Linked DNA regions of Nomascus leucogenys: region 2 is linked to region 1. A link is a contact called in public Hi-C data. All regions are on one chromosome and are shown on one strand. The core of a region is the stretch at or near the end of the contact, and the rest is flanking DNA. Distances in the headings are between cores, read along the strand shown. Region 1 overlaps ACOT7 (cytosolic acyl coenzyme A thioester hydrolase). Region 2 holds the start of ACOT7 (cytosolic acyl coenzyme A thioester hydrolase).

The links. Hi-C and Micro-C count contacts between places; a contact is called where the count stands out from the background.
Region 2: a Hi-C map of a lymphoblastoid cell line shows a contact between it and region 1, with 2.9 times the contacts expected there. The contact joins the promoter of ACOT7 here to the enhancer-like site in region 1. A contact is called at or near these places in 2 of 4 Hi-C or Micro-C datasets (a lymphoblastoid cell line and an unstated tissue).

The regions. Positions count from the first base shown.
Region 1 is chr24:7,193,826-7,198,284 of Asia_NLE_v1, reverse strand. ACOT7 (cytosolic acyl coenzyme A thioester hydrolase) reads left to right here. Exons shown (of 9, transcript XM_030805406.1): 2 at 2,090-2,207. Among named protein-coding and RNA genes, the nearest start is that of ACOT7, 44 kb to the left of the region's middle. Within about 2 kb of position 3,199, the one cell type or tissue checked has an H3K27ac peak away from gene starts, as active enhancers do. A contact at or near this core is called in a lymphoblastoid cell line, where this site is marked.
Region 2 is chr24:7,238,095-7,242,248 of Asia_NLE_v1, reverse strand. It overlaps ACOT7 (cytosolic acyl coenzyme A thioester hydrolase), which reads left to right and starts at 1,938. Exons shown (of 9, transcript XM_030805406.1): 1 at 1,938-3,167. The coding sequence starts at 3,025.

The DNA of each region.
Region 1 (4,459 bases), core at 1,950-4,449:
ACAGCACCAAGTGCCGAGTCCTTACTTTGTTGCCAGGTGGCTCGAGGCTCTTCCCCGGGCCTCAGGCACTGTCCCTGGCCTTCTGTCTTAAAGGCTACTCGCTTATCTGTCCTGTCTCCAGTGCCCACCACATGAAAGCACTTCCTCCGCTGCTCTGCAGCCCTTGGCCCGCGCCTCCTCTCCCTGGCCTTGTGTCATTCCTGGGGGCCAGCCTGCTGTGTGTGGCTCTACTTCACAGACAGGCAAATTGAGGCCTGCAGCAGTCATTCAGGCTGCTCTGGAGGCCGGCTCTGGTGCTCCTGGGAAATGCTGGGCTGATGTTTCCTCACTGCTCTAGAACTAGGAGCTGGGCCCTGCTCTCCGCATCCACCCACAGCCTTGGCTAGTGCCCCCAGGACAGGCCTGTGTGGAAAGGGACCCTCTGCCCACTGCAGCTGGTGCGGGGAAGGCCCTTCCTACTAATCGGAAAACAAAGGGAAGAGGTTGATAGAATCATTTTGTGACTTATAATTGGCTACCTCGTAACTCAGACAAAAAAAAACCAAAAACCTTTCATAGAGTAAGTTCAATTTTTAAAAACAAAGGTATTTTAAAATGAACACTCGAGAAGCCAAATGAGGTTTCTTGTGTGCTCTGGGGATCCCCTGGCCACTGTGTGTCACGCCGTGCCAGCTGCTCCACAGGCACTGTCCCTGAGCCTCCCGCGGAACCTGGGGCCCTGCCTGACCTCAGGGCCAGAAGCCAGTTGGCCTAAGTGGGCCCTGGTTTGCATAACAGACTCACCCAGGGTGGAGGGGTGACACTGGGGATGGGCAGCATCGGTCGCTGGGGGACATCCGTGGTCATTTGCTCTAGAAGTGGCATCCTGTGGCCAGATGTTGGGTTTCTTGGAGTTTCCAACCAAGTTGGCTAAATACTTACCAAAGAGGGAAACATGTGGACTATCTACCATGTACCATGTGCCAGTGCTGTCGTGGAGTGAGCGCGTGATCTGCGGGATCTCCCACAGTCATGCGAGGTAGTGCTGTCGTTCTGCCCATTGTACAGATGAGCACATGGAGGAGTGAGGGTCCTGACAGCTTGCCCAGGTTACCCAGCGAGTAAGAGCCAGAGCCAGGAACGCTCTCAGAGAGTGACTTGCTCAGCCTTGGAGCTGCTAGAGGAGCAGAGAGGAGATGCAGACCTGGGGAGACGCTGCTCCTGGGGCCCCCACACTGGCCAGCAGGGCCAGGCAGGCTGCACGAGCTGCAGGTGGATGCTGGACCCTGGACCTGTGCCCGCTGCCTGTCACTCGTCTCCAGGCCTTGGCCTATGAAGGCGTCTTTCATCAGCTGGGTGCTGTCTGGGAAGGTGCCAGGCAACTTGCCCTGGTAGGACTGCCAAGCTGGTTTGTTGGGATTCCAGAGATTTCGTGGAGCTCCCACACTGCCGGCTGCTCACAGCAAGGATGAAGTTGTTCCTCTTTGGGGAAGTGAGGTGGTGTTTCCATTCTTTCTGACCTGGGAGAGCTCCCTGCCCTCAATCCAGGGCCTGACTCCACACTGCCACTGGGACCCGCAGAGGAGCTCAGTGCGCGGTGGGCAGGTGCTCACCTGCTGACAGGGCCTGGAGTCTTGAAGCTGCAACTCATGTCTAGTTCTCAGAAGAGCCGTGGCTGCCTGGCTCCTCTGGGACTCCTGATGGGAGTGGTGGCGGTCCCAGGAATTTGCTTCTAGGGTCACAGTCTGTGTGTTGGTCACTGGGAACCCCAAGGGCTGAGTCACCACCTCCCTGCCGTGTGGCTTTGCTTTCACCATCAGCCCTTACCTGCTAGGGGCAGTCCAGGGACATGTGGCTTCAGGGGGAGAAAGTGCCCCTCTGCCCTCCTTCTCTCTCATGGAAACAGCATCTCAGGGCCCCTTCTGTGGCCTGGCAGATGGTGCCCCACCTTGACGAACACACCGCCTAGGAAAAGCCCAAACATGGGGAAGGTTCCCTTTCCTCCGGGAGCCATTGAGCCCTTTGGGGACCTTCTCCCCTCCTTGGATTGTCACCATTGCACAAATGGTGTCCTCTCCAGAGGCCTCATCCTGCTTCTCCTTTGCCCTAGGATCATGCGGCCAGATGATGCCAACGTGGCCGGCAATGTCCACGGGGGGACCATCCTGAAGATGATCGAGGAGGCAGGCGCCATCATCAGCACCCGGCATTGCAACAGCCAGAACGGGGTAAGGGTCTGGGCCCCATATCTCTGGGCCCTGGAGTCCGCACTAGTGTGGGTTTAGGACAGGAGTTCCCTGGGGAGCCAGGCCTGCAGCCTTCCCTCCCCTTGTGCACTGGGCCTTGGGAACTTTGGGGGAAGTGGCCCAAGCAGTTCTGCACTGGACCCTCAGAACTATGCTTGGTTTTGGCCTCAGCCAGGAGGTGTAGGAACCCACCAGAGATGAAGCGTCAAGCAAGCTGACAGGCCCTCCTTCCACCACTCCCCGCCATGCTGAGTCCCCCGCCAACCTGGCCCTGATCAGAAGCACGCCCTGCCTGCGTGGGGTGGAGTTTATTGTGATGACCAAGAGCTGAGATATAGAGGCCAGACAGCAGATGTAGGGGAGGTCCCACCTCTGCCCTGACCAACCCTGGTGGCCATGGCCACTTCCTGGCTTTGAAGCTCACAGGCCTGGTACCACTGTGCCCACGATGGGGGCAGCTCTCCACCTGCCCCAAAATTGTGCAACTGGGGAGGGCCCTGTGACCCTAAAGCTGGGGACAAGGGGCATGGTCTCTAGTGTCAGCCTCAGGGCTGCTGTAGGACATTCGGCCATCCCCAGCCCTGGGGAGGGGACATTTTCTCTGAAGGTCGGCTGTAGGGGGGAGCCAGCCCTTGGGTGCTGAGGACAGGGCATCTGCCTTGGTGCCGCAGCTGCAGCCTCTGCACTATGGGGCTTGGTCAGCACACCTGCTGTGGCCTCCGGGGAGGCAGAGAGGAGGAAGACTCAGCCCCAGCTTGGAGAGTGGGAGTGTGAGGTGCAGGTCCCCACCATGGGCACGGGCATGATGCCACTCTATCAAGAGGCCAAGTGGAAGCCACTTCAGAGACCAGGGACCAGCGGAGGCCCTGTGAGCTCCAAGCCACACTGGTGAGATGCAGGAAGTGGCTGCTGGCGCTTTCAGCCTGGGCTGCCGGAACCAAGACCACAGGCTGCTGGCTTGTGAACAACGGAAGTGCATTTCTCATAGCCCTGGAGGCTGGAAGTCCAGGATCAGGGCGCCGGCAGATTTCGTGTCTGTTGAGGGCCTGTTTGTTTCCTGGTTCATAGACGTCACATCACTTCCTGTGTGTCCTCACTTGGTAGGAGGGGCTTTCTCAGGCCCTTTTATAAGGACACTAATCCCATTTGTGAGGGCTCTGTCCCCCTGCCCTCATCACCTCCCAAAGGCCCTGCCTCCTACTTCCATTCCCTTGGGAGTTAGGATTTCAATACAGGAATTTTGGGAGGACACAGCCATGCAGAGCATGGCACATGCATTCAGCCTGGAACAGTGGGCAGCGTGTGTTGCAGTGGAGGAATGGAAGCTGTGTGTGTGTGTGTGTGTATCTGTGTATGCATGTGTGTTTGTGCATATGTAGAATGAACCAAGCCACAGTAAGTGCGGGTGGTTCGACGTGGATGTGGGGGACGTCGCGTGGTACAGGTTCAGGAGTGGGTTTGCTGGCAGCGCCTGGTTTAGGAGGGGCTCACTGGCTGGGCTGGGGGTAGATTGATTCTTTGGACCCAAGGCTCCGGTGCAGTTCAGTCACGTTCAGAGAGCACCCTCTGGTGGCTATGGGGAGGATGGGCCTGAGCCTGAGAGCCTGGGGCCGGGTGAGGGTCAAGTCCCAAGTTGCTGTTGCACCCTTCCAGAGAGAGACAGTGAGGGTCCCTGGCACGGGAGCGTGGACACGGGGAAGGAAAAGCCCCCAAGATGGGGAGGAAAGATAAAGGAGGGGCTTGGGAGGCCAGAGGGTGATGCGGTCACTCAGAAAGAATCGTGGAATTATTTTGCTGCCATTTGGTCAGCACTTGGCATTCTGCAAAGCTCCAAAATGCGTTAGGAGCTAAAGTTTAGCTCATGGAATCCTCACAACACCCTGGGGAGGTAGCTGTTCTTGTTTTTTTTTTTTTTTTCTTCTGAGACAGAGTCTCACTCTGTCACCCAGGCTAGAGTTCAATGGTGCGATCGCGGCTCACTGCAACTCCTGCCTCCCAGGTTCAAGTGATTCTCCTGCCTCAGCTTCCCAAGCAGCTGGGATTACAGGTGTGTACAACCATACCTGGCTAATTTTTTTGTATTTTTAGTAGAGATGGGGTTTCACCGTGTTGGCCAGGCTGATCTCAAACTCCTGACTTCAAGTGATCTGCTCACGTCGGCCTCACAAAGTGCTGGGATTACAGGCATGAGCCACTGCACCCAGCTGCTGTTGTTATTTTTATTATCCCAATTG
Region 2 (4,154 bases), core at 689-3,188, 45 kb before region 1:
AGCCTCCCCGACGAGCGCTGCCCCCTGCTCCACAGCGCCCAGTCCCATCGACCACCCAAGGGCTGAAGAATGCAGGCGCAGGGCGCGGGACTGGCAGGCAGCTCCACCTGCAGCCCTAGTGCAGGATCCACTGGGTGAAGCCAGCTGGGCTCCTGAGTCTGGTGGGGACGTGGAGAACCTTTATGTCTAGCTAAGGGATTGTAAATACACCAATCGGCACTCTGTATCTAGCTCAAGGTTTGTAAACACATCAGTCAGCACCCTGTGTCTAGCTCAGTGTTTGTGAATGCACCAATCAACACTGTATCTAGCTACTCTGGTGGGGACTTGGAGAACCTTTATGTCTAGCTCAGGGATTGTAAATACACCAATCGGCACTCTGTACCTAGCTCAAGGTTTGTAAACACACCAATCAGCACCCTGTGTCTAGCTCAGGGTTTGTGAATGCACCAATCGACACTCTGTATCTAGCTACTCTGGTGGGGACTTGGAGAACCTTTGTGTCCACACTCTGTATCTAGCTAATCTGGTGGGGCGGTGGAGAACCTTTGTGTCAACACTCTGTATCTAGCTAATCTGGTGGGGACATGGAGAACCTTTGTGTCTAGCTCAGGGATTATAAACACACCAATCAGGGCCCTGTCAAAACAGACCACTCAGCTCTACCAATCAGCAGGATGCGGGTGGGGCCAGATAAGAGAATAAAAGCAGGCTGCTGGAGCCAGCACAGTGGCAACTGGCTCGGTCCCCTTCCACACTGTGGAAGCTTTGTTCTTTTGCTCTTTTTTTTTTTTTTTTTTTGAGATGGAGTCTCGCTCTGTGGCCCAGGCTGGAGGGCAGTGGCGCAATCTCGGCTCACTGCAAGCTCCGCCTCCCGGGTTCACGCCATTCTCCTGCATCAGCCTCTCCGAGTAGCTAGGAACTACAGGCGCCCGCCACCACGCCCGGCTAATTCTTTTGTATTTTTAGTAGAGACGGGCTTTCACCGTGGTCTCGATCTCCTGACCTCGTGATCCGCCCGCCTCGGCCTCCCAAAGTGCTGGGATTACAAGCGTGAGCCACTGCGCCCAGCCTGTTCTTTTGCTCTTTGCAATAACTCCTGCTGCTGCTCACTCTTTGAGTCCACACTGCCTTTATGAGCCGTAACACTCACCGCGAAGGTCTGCAGCTTCACTCCTGAGCCAGCAAAACCACGAACCCACCAGAAGAAACAAACTCTGGACACATCCGAACATGAGAAGGAACAAACTCCAGACGCTCCACCTTAAGAGCTGTAACACTCACCATGAGGGTCCACAGCTTCATTCTTGAAGTCAGTGAGACCAAGAACCCACCAATTCCGGACACATCTGTACTAAAAACACAAAAATAAGCCAAACGTGGTGGTGCATGCCTGTGGGCCCAGCTAGGCAGGGTGGTTGAGGCAGGAGAATCGCTTGAAACTGGAAGGCAGAGATTGTAGTGAACTATCACACCACTGCATTCCAGTCTGGGTGACAGAACGAGACTCTGTATCAAAAAAAAAAAAAAAAAAAAGAAAACAGAAGGCCGAGCGTGGTGGCTTGCGCCTGTAATCCCAGCACTTTGGGAAGCAGAGGCGGGCGGATCATGAGGTCAGGAGATTGAGACCATCCTGGCTAACACAGTGAAACCCTGTCTCTACTAAAAACACAAAAAATTAGCCGGGCGTGGTGGCGGGCGCCTGTAGTCCCAGCTACTTCGGATGCTGAAGCAGGTGAATGGTGTGAACCCAGAAGGCGGAGCTTGCAGTGATGCGGGGTTGCGCCACTGCACTCCAGCCTGGACGACAGAGCGAGACTCAGTCTCAAAAAAAGAAAACAGAGAAACGAAATTCTTCGTATAAAAGTCTTGAAATCACAGAGTTCTGACTTGGACTGCCCCTGCTCCTGGGAGCTACAGATCATGCTGTGGGCTGCCTCCACGGTCTGGTAACTCAAGGGTCACCGGGGTGAGGCACAGTTCCTTCAGAGCTACCTCGCTGAGTGTAAATGGGTTGTTCAAATTGCACTGGGGAGCCGGAGTTGCGTGGGTTTTAAAGATGTAAGTAACAAACGTATGTGCACTGTAGAAAATTCGGAAAAGGTCAAACTGCCTAGCAAGTAAAAAGGTGTCATTCCAAAACGTGGGGGGGGTGACTGCTTCTCCCCTCTTGGGTGTTTTTTGGTGGACTTTTTTTGGCGATCCCGACTCGCCTGGACTCCATTCAAGGGCACATCGTGTGCAGTAAAACACGGCATGTTTCAGGGCTCCTCACTGCAACACATGCACCTCCAGGCTGGCGCTCAGCGCTCCCAGTTTTACTGCAGCCGGCGGTGTAGACAGGCGCGGGCCCTTCCTCCTCCCCACCTCCTGACGCTTTGTGCTGCGGCAGCAAAGGCCCGTTCAGTTCCCCGTGTCTTCCCAGCAGCCGTCACCAATGCTCCTTTCCAGGAAACAGCCTTCCATTCTCTCTTAGGGCCGATTTTAGCGAGAGCCGCGATGCGGGCGACTGGTGCCGGGGTGGGTTGGGGCGAGGTTGGCAGTCGGGCCGACTGCCAGGCGCCCGGGCCGCGCCTTCCGCTCTGACCTCATCCTGCCGCCCAGGCACTGGGCGCGGCAGCGAATCGGCAGCGCGGGCGGCCGGGAACGCCCAGCACAAATATTTACCGCCGCGCAGAGAGCGAGGGCCCAAGTCCGCCCTGCTCCGCCACTTGGGCCGCCCCAGACGCTTCCCTCGGGGCTGCCACCAGGTCGGACGCGGCTGCTGCGGCTCGCCGGCCTTTCCCGCACCGGCGCGGTCCAACCGCCACCGAACCTTCTGGAAGCGCCGCCAGCCTGGGCCCTCACGCCGCCAGAATCCTACGCCCGGGCGAGCTCTCGGCAGCCTTGGCGGCCTGGGAGGCGGGGCTCGGGGTGGGGCCGGCGCGGGGGCGGGGTCGGCGCGGGGAGGCCGCGTTCGATTCGCCCCCGGCGCGCAGGCCCCGCCTCACCGGCCCCATCGCTCCACCTCCGCCCTCCCCCTTTATGGCGCGGCCCAGGCTCATTCATTCCGCGCCGGGCCTGCTAGACACCTGCGCCTTTCTGCAGCCGCCCGCCGCATCCGCCGCCGCAGCCCCCAGCATGTCGGGCCCAGACGTCGAGACGCCGTCCGCCATCCAGATCTGCCGGTAAGAGAGGGCCCGCGCGCCGCCTGCAGCGGCCAGGCACGCCGGTCACCGCCCCCGGCCTGCCCCGCTCGGCCCTGTGGTCCCCACCCGCGAGGCCGCCCCCGCCTGCCGATTCCCCGCACGGCCTCCCGTGCCGCCGCCCCGGACCCCCGCCCGCCTGCGGCCGGGATGCGACTCGCGATGCCGCACAAGCCGGGCGGCCCCCGCCCGCCTCCCGCTGGCTCCTTCCGGCCGCATCTCCAGGGCGGCGGCCGCGCCACGGGCCGTTAGGGCGAGAAAGCCAGGCAGAGACGGGGCGGGCGGAGGTCAATGCACAGCTCCAGAGCCCGGCGACCGGCGCCCGTGGGCCGCCCCGCCTCGGGCCTCGCCCGAGCATCCCGGAGCCTCAGCCCCGTGGTCCTGCTTAGCCTCCTCGAGGATTCGGGATCGTTACCTCGGCGGTTGTGCTGCGCTAACCAAAGCCCCCAGAGGTGGAGGGGAGGTGCCTAGAGCCGCGCGAGCCCCTCGGTGGGTGCCCCTGTGGGAGGAGGTTGCAGAGCTACCGTTTTCAGTGCACTGCTTCGGTTTGGGGGAGGGCAGGTGTTAAAAGGAAGAACAGATAATACTGTCTGCCTCTAACAGTTTACTATCAAGAAAAAGGAATCAGTGGTCTATTGGGCTTGAAAGCATCTTACACAATAGAGGCAAAGGGTTGTCTTTCTAGAGCACCCCCTCTTCCTCCACCAGGTACTGAGTAGATAGATGCAGGCCCCCAGAGGAAGCTGGAGGCTGGAGATCATGAACAAGCTCATTTCCCATAGGAGGTGGGGAGGGCAGCCTCAAGGTTACTTTGCAGTTCTCTTCGGCAGAATCGGAAGCAGCAGGCTGGCATTTGTGCATGAGCTAAGTGAGGACAAGGAGTCTAGGTTTTCAGCCACTGCACACAGGCTCGGTGGCCTGCGACCGGTCCTATCCTGCTTGATGGACTACCAGGAGAGAGAGCTGCTT